Regions from separate parts of the Mus musculus genome. Here region 1 is linked to region 2. The links are chromatin contacts, called in public promoter capture Hi-C maps. All regions are on one chromosome and are shown on one strand. Each heading gives the region's core, a stretch centred on a gene start, on an enhancer-like site or on the middle of the called end of the contact. The rest is flanking DNA. Distances are from core to core; before and after follow the strand shown. Region 1 holds the start of Timp1 (tissue inhibitor of metalloproteinase 1). Region 2 holds the start of Zfp300 (zinc finger protein 300).

Region 1 (7,529 bases), core at 1,579-4,078, 220 kb after region 2:
CTCTTTCCTGATGGCAATATATCTAAATCACAAGTTTACAGAAAACATCCACACCAACGAAAGGTTAGATGCTTCTATTTTGAGGAGAAGGAATAGGTTAGGTACAGCCATGGAGGGAGGGAGGGAAGGGAAAATACCTTAGTCATCTTGATCTTATAACGCTGGTATAAGGTGGTCTCGTTGATTTCTGGGGAACCCATGAATTTAGCCCTTATGACTAGAGGAAAGGAAGGGGAAATGGGGAATCAAATGGGCAAGCAGCATGAACCCATAGCAGCAAAGCATATATACAGCATAATTCAAATGGCTTCCACATCAGTTGATTCATCTACATATTGTCTATTCTTTTAGGCACTGTTTTAAGCCCTTTTCATATATCCATTTATTGGCTTACTCAACAAATATTTTGGAGTGCCTGGTGCCAGCCACTGTTCAGGGTGTTAGGGACAGTGACCCAAATACAGGAATCCATTTCCTTATGGAGCTCACATTCAAGCCAGGAGGAGACAGACTAACATTAAGTAGCCAGGCATGGTGGCACAGGCCTGTAACCCTAGCTCTGTCAGAGCCTGATGGAGGATCACTTTACTCTGAGTTCAAGACTAGTCTAGACAATTTAGTGAGAACCTGTTTAAAATAAAAAATTCACCAAAAAAAGGGTTGGGTTTGTAGCTCAATTGTGCAGTATTTGCCTGGATCCTAGGTTCAATCCCCGGTACCAAGGGGAAAAAGAAAAAAAGGTATGTGGATTGTTACAGGCTATTAAGTGGGTTAGAAAATTAGAATAGGGAAGGGGTTGACAGATGCTTTGCTTGACCACAATTTACTCAGGCTCATTAACCTTCTTCCAAGCTCATTAGTACAGTTTCTCTTTAAAATCCACTTGTAGCGAAGTATCCTAAATTAGGTTAGTGAAAACACCCACCCTTATCTGATTCTCCTCAGTATGTGATGGGGCCACCAGATGATTATACTAGCCAGTTTTCAAGAGACCTAAACTGGGTGTGATGGCACAGACCTGCAATCTCAGCACTTGGATGGCTGAGTGGGAAGGATCAGGGGTTCAAGGCCAGCCTGGGTTATATAGTGAGACCTAGTCTCAAAAACAAAAAGTAAGCTGATAGGCTAGAGAGATGACTTAATGGTTAAGAGCACTTGCTGCTCTTTGAGGTCCCAAGTTTAGTTCCCAGAATCCACATAGGGTAGCTCACAACCATTCATAACTCCAGCTCCAGGGGATTTGATGCCTTGAGGACCCACAGGCACCTACACACCACACATGGAATACACACAAACATACACATAAATAAAAATAATCTTTTTAATGGATTTAGCCTGAATCCTCTTGCCTTTGATATTTCTTCTCAATGGTTTCCCATTCACCAACTCCCAAACTGTTCCTTGGCCATTGAGTTCCATTTGCCCATGTAATGTTGAGAGTTAATCTATCTCCCCCCACCACCCCCATCTCTTGGCAAATTCTAATTGTCATGGTCCTGAATGAAGTCTGCCTGCCTGTGTCCTAAGAAGTGCCATTAACAGCATATGTAACAAAGGTTCAGGAGTACTATGTGGCTGGCATTAAATTTAAAATTAAATAAAAGTAGGCAAGCACCTCAGTAAGATGACTTTTAAGGCAGCCACCCATGTAGATAACTACAGAAAAGCATGTACATAGTACTGGGAGCAGCCAGCACAAAGGTAGGCTTAGGCCCAAGGATGTCAGTGTGGCAAAAGCAGATGTATGGAAGGGTAAGTAGAACTGTCCTAGAGACAACTGCCATAATGAACCCTATTGGATTAAGAGGGACAGAAAGGGGGCCAGACTCACCCAGGTCCGAGTTGCAGAAGGCTGTCTGTGGGTGGGGTGGGGCACAGCTACAGGCCTTACTGGAAGCTATCAGTGATAGCAACAAGAGGATGCCAGATGCCAGAGATGCAAAGGGGGCCATCATGGTATCTGCTGGTAAAGAGTAGGTGTTAATAGGTTCCCAGACCAACGGCTTACATGGCCATTGGTCCTAGGGAGATTTGGGACCTCTTTAGGTTAGAGAATGGAGTTGTGGCAGTTGGTGAATAAGGGAGCGGAGAACGTTGAGAATTTAACAGAATTGGGAAAATCTGACATTTGTGTAGTGATGAATTTGGAGTTTGGGAAACTGGAGAAATATAATGAGGAATTAGGGCTATTAAAATATAATGGGCTGAGGATTTCAGAGATATTGGGGGGTTAGAACAGGTTTGGGGTTTTAGGGAGCTGGAGAAAATGGGGGTTAAGGGTCTTGGGGAATTTGGAGGTTTACGACAATGGTAATGCTTGAGGAATTTGTAGGCAGAAGAACTGTTGAAGTTCCATGAACCAGACATGGCAAAGAGAACAGGGGAGTTACCAGGAACCATAAGGATTGAGGGACAGGCAAGTTGGGAAGTCTTCAAGGTATTAAAGGCTTGTGGGTTTGGAGCACTTAGCAAAGGCATGAAGGAGTCTGGAGAGTCCAGCTTGGGACGATCATTCCAGGCCCTCTCCCGTTATATTCCTCTTTAGCTAACTAGGGATCCTGATACCTGCAAGCCACGTGAGCAGTTAGTCTGGCAAGGGCTGCATGAGCCGCACCAACACAGGCTCCAGGCAAGCCCCAGTTCTGCCAGGACACCCGGCTCCCACTTACCTCTGGTGTGTCTCTAGGAGCCCCGATCTGCGATGATGGCGGCAGGGGCTGCACAGTGGAGAATAAATGTCCATGCGAAGGGCGGAGTTGGCGGGGAAATCACTGCCTCCAGGCTTCCTGGACGCATTACTCATCCACCCACCGCTGGAGTCAAAGCCTAGGGGCGGGCCCCAGGATAAACCCAAAGATACTCCCTCCTCTGCCAGCCAGCCCACTGCGCCCCCTTCCCCCAGCTCCACGTCATGCACAGTCCTTCCTGGCGGCCTTGAAGGGCAGAAGAGAGAGCGCCTAAAGCTTTGTGCCTCTCAGGTTTCCCATATTCCCCAAACTTCCTGTGGCTGAAGCCAATAACTTCTTTCTCACGCCTTTCATCTACTATGTAACAATCTCACAAGAAAGGCATTCCTGTGGATCTGAAATTCTGGTGAGGGGTGTCAGAGGGTGACAAACTAGAAAAGCAGTTGAGGGACATGACATGGGAGAAGAGGCACAAATACATAGTGGGGAAATTGATACACTGGATAAGTCTATGACTTATCCAAGATAGCAGTTGAGTCTGGCAGAACTGGGAGGGAACCGAGGCTGCTTGCAGACAGAGCCTAGGTACCCCAAACCTTGCTGTGGCTGCACACACCGGTGAGGCTATTTGAAGATATCATCAGCTACAAGAGACCCTGTCTTAAACAGAAACAAGACCAAACAGGCAAATAACTGAAGTAAAGATCTTTGTTAGTGTCACAGGACAAAACAGGGATTTAAACCTAGGCTTCCTGACCCTGGAGTCCTAACTCAGGCAGGACACAATCTTGACAAGCAGGGAATGGTGTGGTGAGCATGGGTGGTGGTGGTGGTGGTGACTGATGGTAAAAGAAGTTAGTGAGTCAGTAGAAAAACCATCCCTACTCCATCCTGCCCTGCCCCTTCCCCCACCAACCAGCCCACACCCCTTGTGGGGATGGGATGAGGCAACTGCTGCCCACCAGCTTCCTGATGATGCAGGAGTATTCCCTGGGGTCCTGTGGAAGGGTTCTATGGACTGATTAGCATCTTCAATTAATATAGGGAGGAAAGACCAATAATAATGACAATGGTTGTAATCGCAGCAGGCAAGCTGATCCAGAGAATTAGAGGGTACATAGTCTATACAGTGAGTTCCAGGACAGCCAGCGATACATAGTGAGAACCTGTGACAGAGATAGAGAGAGAGACAGAGAGAATATGGTAGTGGTGATCACAGCTACTTACTGAATGCTTACTGTACATCATTACTAAGGTTATTATGTAAATTTACTTTAGCTAATTCAATTTTATTAACTTAGGTAAATTGGTTCAGAAACCACAGGACACAAAAACCTCCTGCCAGCACTCAACAGGGTACTATGTACAATACACTGTTTTAAAAGGTTTTTTTTTACACTGTGTGTGTGTGTGTGTGTGTGTGTGTGTGTGTGTGTGTGTGTGTGTGTGTGTGTGTGTGTGTTTGTGCCATGACATGCTTGCATTGCTTAAAGGACAACTTGCAGGGGCCAATCCTCTCCTTCCCTGTGGGTTCTAGGGCTCAAACTCAGGTTATCAGGCATGGAGGCAGCAAGCACCTTTATCTGATGGGCCATATTGCCAGCTCAGAAATTTTGTTTGTTTGTTTGCCATTGTCCTCCTTGTTCCTTAATGTTATTTAATGAAGAGGTATTAAATCAATAACAACAATAATAGTAACCAACTCTTTGAAGATTCAGGTTTACTATATGTGTATACTAAGATTTTCTTTTCTCTGAAATAATTGACTTATTCTTCCCAACATATCTGTGAGGTATGATTCATATTTTTACTATTTAGTAAGAAAACAGAGACAGAAAGGAATCAAATGGCCTGTCCAGGAAAGATGGTGAAGAAATTACTGTGGTGGTGGGAGGAGGTACAGAGAAAAGGAGAAAGGGAAGGAGACCAAAATTTTCAACCATCTGATTGTGAAAGTGAGGAGAAAGTGAGACAGGGGGCTGAGTAACTAGGCGGCAGGACTGAGGAGACGTAAAGACAGGGAAAGTCCTGTCTCGCCTCTTCTATGAGCCAGCTTCTGACGACAGCTCTTTAACTATGAAACCTGAGTCAGCACAGTTTTGCCAGCTGTTTACATTAAGGATTCAGATTATTGTACAGGTTTGAAATGGAGTGGGGTGGACATTACAGAGGGATGTTTAGCCTGTGACTATCTGCTAAACTGGATAGGTGTGAGGTTCCCATAGTGATCTGCTGTCATGTGTAAATACCTGATGATACCCAGAGTATTAAGTGCGAGAGCTTGATTATTTCCCTCTGGAAACTGAGGCCCAGTAAGACAGTACCTACCTGGGATTTTTTAATGGCCTTGGGAAGAATAAAGGCCAAGATAGCAGGCTAAAGCTCCCCAGGAAGTCCCAAGGCCCCTGTATGCACATATGGCAGGCACACACTTAGATGCACCCACAGTGTTCAAGCTCATGAACAGAGGAAGCAAAGTAAGTTTGGGAAAATGATCCACAATGCTCAGCAGATGGGAATAGATATTCTTGTATATGAACAGCTCTGTCATGTATCTGTGCCGCAAGGGGTGGCTTATGTCCCTTGCAAGGCATGCTCCATGTCCCTTCCTGAGAGCCAGGTGTGTGCCTGAGTGTGTTGCTTCTGAGAGTGGAAGGTTGCCAATGTAACTATGCCTGTCTCAAGCTTCTCTGTGTGATGAGTAGATGCCCAAGTAGAAAGTTTCTCCCTATACACACACATCTTGGCATTGTTTCCTTGGCCTGCTCCCTGGATGACACCCTTACCAACATCATACCACTCAGTTCTCTGCCTTCCTATGATGTCACTCATTTGGGAAATGAGGAAGGAGATTGTAGAGGGAGGGAGAGACCTGAAGGTCAATCAGTCACCCTTAGACTATGGGGCTTCCTGTGCCTGTTGGGAACTGCCACTGACCCAGAGCCTAAGAATGCTATCTCTACCCTGTCAGTAGGAGGCAGGGGCCCTACATTTGCACATGGGGTATGGTGGGGCTAGAGTCCTCATACTCTTTGCCTAGCCTGGGACACAGGGAGACTTAACACATCTTTGCCTAACACATATTTGCCTGAATATGTGTCCTGAATATGTATTATCTGTGTGTCTGATTTTCTGTATGCTTGTATTACAGATATGGAAAAAAAACATGTTGAATGTCTAGATATACTTTTCATGGACCCAGAAATGTGATGAGGTCGGAGTTACAGCGATTTGGTTATATGAATGCCTAGAAATGCATTCTCCTTCTGTATGTTGTATTAATCCTTCTGTTTGCTGTGGGCATGCCAGTGATTGCTGCATATGTCCATTTATTGTTTGCCTCGAGAGTAGTGTGTGCTTCTATAGTGCATAAGTAGTTCTGTTATATGTCCTTCTTTTATGTAGGTGAGAGCAAGGCAAGGTAGCTCATGTGTTAACTCTAAGAGTCTTAAGAGTGTGGAATATGGGGGGGGGGGCTGGCGAGATGGCTCAGTGGTTAAGAGCGCCGACTGCTCTTCCGAAGGTCCCGAGTTCAAATCCCAGCAACCACATGGTGGCTCACAACCATCCATAACGAAATCTGATGCCCTCTTCTGGAGTATCTGAGGACAGCTACAGTGTACTTACATATAATAAATAAATAAATCTTTAATTAAAAAAAAGTGTGGAATACACGTTGCTTAGGAGTATTGGCTGCTGTCCCATGCTATGACCACATGACCTGACTCACTGGATCTCTGTGAAGCCCTAGAACTAAATGTGATTTAAGTTTCTGGTTGTCTTTCTCAGTGGATGTGGAGTTCTTAATAGATGTGGACACCTCTGGCTTTGAATAGAATTCTAAAGGTGTGTGTGTACATAAAGATGAAGCTTATATGTAAGGTGTGGCTGAAGGCCTCATTGCTGCATGCTAACTACCACACCGTCTTACACACACTAACTCATACAAAAACAAACTTTCTCAGGCTGGAGAGATGGCTCAGTGGTTAAGAACAATAACTGCTCTTTCAGAGATCCTGAGTTCAATTCCCACATTGTGGCTCACAGCCATCTGTAATGGGATCTGATGCCCTCTTCTGGTGTGTCTGAATATATGAAATAAATAAACAAACTTTCTCTATTCTGGAAAGTTCCCTCATCCTCATCTAAGGACTCTGCATGGGAAATCAGATATGGAAAGCCTAAGGTTTAGAGAGTGGACCAGCAGGCAAGGAGGTGCATTCAGTTCTGAACTCAAAGCTGCTGTGAAACAATTGACTGCTGTTCTGCCTGTCTTTGACTAACCTTTTTCTGGGGAAAAAAATGTCAACCGGTGTGGCTCACACTCTATGGGTCACCAGCTCTTGGAGACCAGCAGAACAGCTCTGACCATGCCTCTTTTGCCTTCATTTTCACCAGCTCAGCAGCACAACATACCCTGTGGTTGTGAAGATGGGCCACGCACATTCTGGGATGGGCAAGGTAAGTTCTAGTAGGTCATATGTACATGTTTGTATAGTACATGTTCTTGGCACTGTAAGTAGTTAGATGTGCATCTGTGTACTCAACACATAACAATAATTCTGTTTGATGATGCATTCTGGGATGTCTTCATCTAATTGGCTTTTGTATTTTCATATTTCGCTGATTTTTCAGCCCATATATTTCTCATGCAACCAGCCAATTTTATATGTCCTGCTACCATGCTAGTGTACCAAGCATTTTATATATTATATATATAATAGCTCTATTGAAATGTAATTCCACATTTTATTCTACTCCCCTGTTTAAAATGGATAATTTGAGATGAGGATGTAGTACAGTGGTAGAGTGCTTGTGTAACATGTGAACATCCCTGTTTGG
Region 2 (6,710 bases), core at 477-2,976:
TAAATGTGAACACGGGCCATGAATGAACAGTTAGTAACAGTGCAACTGAAATGGGTATGAATTAGTGTGATTGGCAGAGTGGGAAGAAGTGAGAATCATGAGAGCATAGCAAGCTGAAATGCTGTTGAAAATGTCACTCAGCTTGAGTCTTGTGCTCCTGGAAAGCAGGGATGAAGCTCCCTATCTGTTTCCTTTTGTGGTCCAGTAAAAGGCTAACTCTCCAGGTCCCTGTCTTTTCTGGCTCTGGCTGCCACAACAACATGCCAGCATAAACACTAGGAAGTTGCTTTCTCATAGTTCAGGGAGCTGGGAAAGGCAACGTCAGCTGATTTGGTTTGGGGTAAAAGTTGTCTTTCTTGTTTACAAATAGCTGTGTATTACTGCATTGTCATGTGACTTGATTTATGTGTGAACAAAAAATAAGTAAACTCTTATGTGTCTTTTATTAGTCCACCAATTCCATTGGAGCAGGGTTCACCCTAACAACATTATCTAATTCTAATTACTTTCCAAAGACTACATTCCAAATAATAGTGCATTGGTTTGGGGAGGATACACAAATCCATAGCACTCCCCGTGCCTTTTCCATATTCTGAAATAAGACCCAAGTCATCCATGCTCATGGCTCAAGGATGACTGCTCTATTGATGTGTCTTTATAAAAACCCTAACCCTAACCCTTCTTCCTTGTCTTTAGTATATTTTTCATTAATAAAAAATGTCTCTATTGCAATAGCCATGAAAAAGAATCACTTAGTTGACCCTTACATGTTACGTCGGCTTTCACGTGGTAAAATGATAATGCAGTGTCTGCAGTCTAAAGCTGGATCAGTCTCCTGTTGGTTCCTCCATGACTGTAGAAGACCCTGAGATGGGTTCCATAGGACCCAGAGCCTGGCATAGGCACTTTCCCAAATCTCTCTGCCACATGTTTCCAGGAATGTGGGTATGCGGGGTTGGGGGTGAGGTGTCACAGTCAGGACTTTGTGGACTCTCCTCCTCATCTCTAAGCCACAACAACGTTGCCTGCGTTTTTGTCTCCAATTTTCCTTGCACCTGAGTTTACCAGCGTCACTTTCTTCAGTATCCCTTTCTCTGAGCACAGACTCTTACTGCCCTTAGATTTGCATACGTCAGCATCCTGGTATTTCCCATACAGAGGATCATACCAATCTGAGTCTTCTTCACAGCTAGCCTAAATAAAATATGCCTACCTCTCTAGTGGTATTTCCTTGAAAGAACTACCAACTCCATGATTTCTCCCCGTGTCCATAATGGTGCTGCTCTTTAGAGGAACGCATTGTTCTCTGCTCTGATTCTCTTTTACCCCATATAGTTCCCAGGAAGGGTAGCAGCGTTCCAGATCTTCCCTCACCCAATCCCGTCTCCTCTTGGTATCTCCCTGCCCAGGGGTCGGGGTGGGGATACGGAGCTGGGGTTGTAGCCCTTAGCTCTAAAGGTCGCCCGTCTTAGTGTGCCTCTGTCCAAGTGTTCAAATTCCTCAAAAAAATCTCATCTCCTTTAAACATTGAGGCAGATTTTTTTCTCCGCTGTACGAAACGGCAAAAGTTATAAAGATGTCTGCTCCCTTAAAAACACGGCTTATTGGCGCATCCATTTTTCCTGCCTGCAAATTCAATCCTTGTGGTAATCAAAATATTTTAGGTCCGCTAGCGCTGACAGCTTCAGGAAGGGCTACTGCGCATGCGCAAGTTTAGTGCTCGCAGTAACTAAGGCGGGGAAAAGGACTAAAAAGTGGTTATCTCAGGAAGTTATGACTGATACGGGAAATATAAAAGAGACTTTGCCGGCATAAGAATTCAGATTTTAAGATCGGAGAAGAGAGTGAAGGAGTGCAGAGTTCATTCAGAGCGGAAGTGAGCAGGCTGGCACTCTGCAGGCGGAGTGAGACAGACAAGTGCAAACACACTGCAAACACGAATTTACTCGGTGAGTACTTGGGGAGGGGCTCAAAAATGAGAATTGAAAATGTGGGCGGGAGGCTGCAGGCTGAGTGATGGAGATCCCTTAAATGAGTGATCTGTAGAGGCTTTGATGGAGGCGGGTAGTGAAGTGAATGATGGGAATATTTGGGGTTTGTAATGAGCGTGCAGTAGAGTGATAGGGTCAGTAGTGTAAGTGATGTTGAGCTCTGTGGAGTATTGCAGTTGCCTATGAGGACCCTGATAGAGCTGTGTTGTTGGATAATGAGGATCTGCGAGGGAAAACAAATTCCCTTTCGCATTTTTCTTAGCTATATACCGTGGCCATTTTACCTGCTGGCATTTGTGAATTTCTGGCATGGTGATTTGGTGAACTTTCAGTCTGCGTATCCTTGCCATCTGAAACTCTTTTTTTCTTCTCCCTCTCAACAGTTCTGCCTTTTTAGGCCTTTGGCTTCTCTCCACAACAGTCAGTCATGACTGAGTCCCAGGTAAGTTCTTATTTGCTTCTCCCAGTTATCCTCTGCCCATATTAGGATAGAAGCAATATGGTCTAGTGGTTAAGACTATAGAATCTGCAGCTAAATTGCTCTTAACAGCATTATGAGCTTACCAAAGCTCTCTGTGCCTTAATTTTCTTAACTGTAAAATGGGAATGGTTAAGATAATAACGATAATATCTACCTTGTATGGTGATTGTGAAGGTCAATTGAATTAATATATGTTTAGAACAATGCTTTGATACATATATAATAAACTTTATATGTGAGTATATGAATTATTGCATTATTATTTATTCTATAAGGCCGATACATATAAACACAAACTTTAAGGATATAGAACAAGACCAGCACAAGAGTGTGAGTGTGTCATAGGATTTTATATTTTATGTTAAAATACAGTTAATTTTCTGAGCTTTCTGTAAGCCATAACATAAGAGGAATGAAACATATTCACTTGTATCTCATTATTAAAGAAACAGTAAGCCACTTCCACGGGTGCACAAACTTCCTAGTGTTGGTCAGACAGTCCTCTGATGGGTCCTTCAAGTCCTTATTAGAAAACACAAGGCTAATATTGCTCTGTTGTAACTTAAATTATTTTCCTGTCAACCAAAGGTGTCTTGCTAAAACAAAACTAAAAAGGATGTGACTGTTCAGGAAAGCCAAGCCAAGCCTACAACAAATATGTCCTGGACTACATGTGAATAAAAACTTGATGACCAAGAAGACTATATAAGCCATATGTCCTTCATATTCTTTTCCAGAATGTTTTTCATTTTTATGATCTAGAAGGAAACCTTGAGAAATTCAGAGGGTTGTCCATTTACTTTTAGCCTCAAAATTCATAACATCTCTGAATATTTTACATTTTTTTCTTTTCTGCTCTTCTTTAACAAGTCTACTATTTCATCTTCTTTTTTCTTCATACAAAAGCAGCATAGGACCAAAAATTCAAACTTCTTTAATAAGTGTAGTCACACATGCTTATTATCCCAATTTTCAGGAGGTCCAGAATTCGAGGGTAGCCTTGGTTACCTAGTGAGTTCCAGCCTAGCCTATGTAGCAGACTGTGTATCCAAAAAAATCAAGGGTTAATTCAACACCCCCCCCCAGAGAAAGAGAGGGAGGGGGGAAACAGATGAGGAGGCAGTGGAGATTGATAGGTAGAGCACACTGAGGGTGTAGCACAGTGGTAGTTTTTCTAGCATATAGTGGGCCTTGGATTCAATCCTAAATGCAGAAAACAAACTCTCCAGGAATTTACAGTCTAGAAAAGCACTTATATGTAGTTCGTTTGGCTAGAATGCTCAAGATACCCTTTGTTCTTCTTCCAGGAAAGCAATAATAATAAATAAAATAAAAATAAAAGGCAGAATATCTCATTATATCATCAATCATTGCAGATCATTTGAATTTGGTTATCTTTTGCTACTCTGCCTTGATCTTTCTGTATGTACATATGTTTCTAAACATAATAGTTAACATGCATTCCTTTTGTTAAAATTTACTCATTAAATAAAACTTTTGCAACTCTGTCTTCTCTTTACAATGTAATAATGGTCACAGCAATATAAAGTGATCATCCATAATCTGAACATCTAAATTTCCCAAAGTTACAAATATGAAACATAAAAATTCCACAAATGATCTTATGTGATGATGAATCATAGCCAAAATGCAGGCATTCTGAAAGTATTTTGTAAAATTTCCTTAAACAGCATATATATATATTTCATGTGTACATTTGGATCTCATCACTAAAAATATATTATTATGTGAATATTCAAAAAATCCCAAATCTAAAATGCTTCTTTGTCTCATGAATTTTGGATAAAGACTGCACAATCTGTAGTAGTAATGATGGTGGTGCTAATGGTAATAAGACTGGCAGCAAGTGACCTCATACTATGCATAGCACTCTACTGAAGAAATACTTTATGTGCATTGCCAACTTTAATCTTCATAATAACACTATTAAATAGACACCATGATCAATCATGTATTCTAGGTGAGGGACAGAGTAAATAAGATTTACACAGCTGATCACTAGCACAGCTGGAATAGCCCCTACTAAATGAATACTTGTTTACAGATGTTTCAATATCAGGACACACAGGGGTTTTGTTCTTTGTGCTTTTTAAATCAATGCAGAGGATGAAATCCAGGACCTCCTATATGCTAATGAGCATTCTATTACTAAGTGACACACCTTGCTAATAGATATTTTATTTTGTTTTCTTTAATTTGATTATTTTAGTTTTGCTGTAGGGTTTCACACATATAACCCAGGCTAGTCCTGAACTAGGTATTTTCCTGCCTCAGCCTCCTGAGTGCTGAGATTATAGACATATGTTACCAAAGCTAGCTCACATAGGAATATTTTGAACAGCTGTGTTTTTCTCTTGTATTCATGCATCATGATTTATTGATGTACTTCATGTTGAAGGAACTTTGTGTAATTTCTGATAGTGGCATAGTGATGGTTTGTCATCTTTGTTTTCAGAGATAAGTATTTCTAAAATGTCTATTTGAAGAGGTGGGTGTGCTGTGAATGTGCATAGATATTGCCAACCTGCATTTTGAAATGTTAATTCAAGTTGACAGTTTCTCTGATAGTCAATGAAAAGACCTTTGTCAATCCGCTTGTCATAGTTTAAAAGATTTGCAATATGATAATTGGAAATATCTTATATTTAGGTTTGTGTTTATCAACATGGTTGAACAATATTTCTTTTGTGACTTGTTTTTTTCCCCCAAATACTCCTTTTTTTAAGTGGGTTTCAAATCATTGTCTTCCTATTTTTGAACATTTTGTGGAAATATGACTTAGACAAAAATCTTATGATGTACATTTGTTGAAATATAGCAAATACAAAAGCATATAAAGTACACAGTTTTCATGAACTTCTAAAGATTAAAAACCACTTAAATAAGCGGTACTTGGATCAAATAAGAGGAGGAAATAACATGGTTCCTAGAAGCTTCCAGGCCATTTCCAATTATTAGCTCTTGATTTATATTAACAGCTTTCTAATTTCTATCATCATAAATTATTTTTGTCTTCTTGAATATCACATAAATGGAAATATACATATTATATTTTTGGACCTGACTTCTTTTACGTGTCATGAATTTTTTTGTGATGCTGGGACTAGAACCCAGAGCCTTACAAATGTTATGTAAGCACTCTTCCACTAAGCTTTATCTCTCACCCATCATGTTTTAAATATACATGTTACTTTAGGTATCAGTTGTTTGTTCTATTTCTGCTATTTTGTTATTTTGCATAAGAATTTCACAATTACTCTTCAGATCCACTGCTGATAGATGTTTGCATTTTTGCTATTATAAATAACATTTCTGTGAACATTCTTGTTTATGTATTTGTGAACCTGTGTGCATATTTCCTTTAGATACATATCAAAGAGTAAGGTTGAAACTTCATAGAAGTATTTTCAGCTTTAACCATTCTACCAAGCCATTTTCCATAATGTCTGTACCATTTTACTCCAGGCGGGGTATGAAAATTCGTGTTGTTCCACATCACTGATAACATTTAGATTGTTTGACCTAATTTTAACTGTTCTGTTAGAAAATACTAGTATCTCAGTGAGGCTTATGTTTGTGTTTCTCTGATGACTAATGTAACAACAAGCATCTTTTTGTGTGTTTATCCACTATTTGGATATCCTCTTTTGTGAAACATCTATGGAATATTTTTATTTTTACTATTGGATTATCAATATTTATCTCATTAGATCTTAATAGTTTCTATAGTGTGAAGGTCCTTTGCTTTGATTAGATCTTGCAGTGCTGAGAATACAGTTCAGGGCCTATACATGCTGGTTAAGTATTCTACCACTGAGCTACACCCCTAGTCCCGAAGAAGGAGTTTTTAATTGTAAAACAATACCTTCTATTTGAAGTATATTTCTTTATCATAAAGAACATTATCTCTTCAGTTAGCCTGATCTGAACTAACTCTCTCTCTCTCTCTCTCTCTTGCTCTTCCCCCTCTTACAAACACATACACACACATCATATATACTCCATAAATATGTGCAAATAAAATGTAGCAATTTTAAAGTATTAAAACAAAGATTTACTAACATTTGGAGATGACTTTAATTTTTACCAAACTAATTGAATAAAAGTATGCAATTACAGGAATCAGTGTCATTTGAGGATGTGTCTGTGGACTTCACTCAGGAAGAATGGAATCAACTGGACCCTATTCAGAGGAGCCTATACAGAGATGTGATGCT

What was found. Capture Hi-C pulls out chosen DNA fragments and counts their contacts.
Region 1: a contact with region 2 is called in a promoter capture Hi-C map of adipose tissue. The contact joins the promoter of Timp1 here to the promoter of Zfp300 in region 2. A contact is called at or near these places in 2 of 39 promoter capture datasets (liver and pre-B cells) and 1 of 9 other capture datasets (adipose tissue).

Annotation. Positions count from the first base shown.
Region 1 is chrX:20,865,465-20,872,993 of GRCm38.p6, reverse strand. Timp1 (tissue inhibitor of metalloproteinase 1) reads right to left here and starts at 2,828. Exons shown (of 6, transcript NM_011593.2): 1 at 2,670-2,828; 2 at 1,832-1,960; 3 at 138-217. The coding sequence starts at 1,955. Syn1 (synapsin I) reads left to right here. Exons shown (of 13, transcript NM_013680.4): 6 at 7,086-7,148.
Region 2 is chrX:21,084,245-21,090,954 of GRCm38.p6, reverse strand. It overlaps Zfp300 (zinc finger protein 300), which reads left to right and starts at 1,726. Exons shown (of 5, transcript NM_001358840.1): 1 at 1,726-1,949; 2 at 2,375-2,433; 3 at 6,613-6,710. The coding sequence starts at 2,419.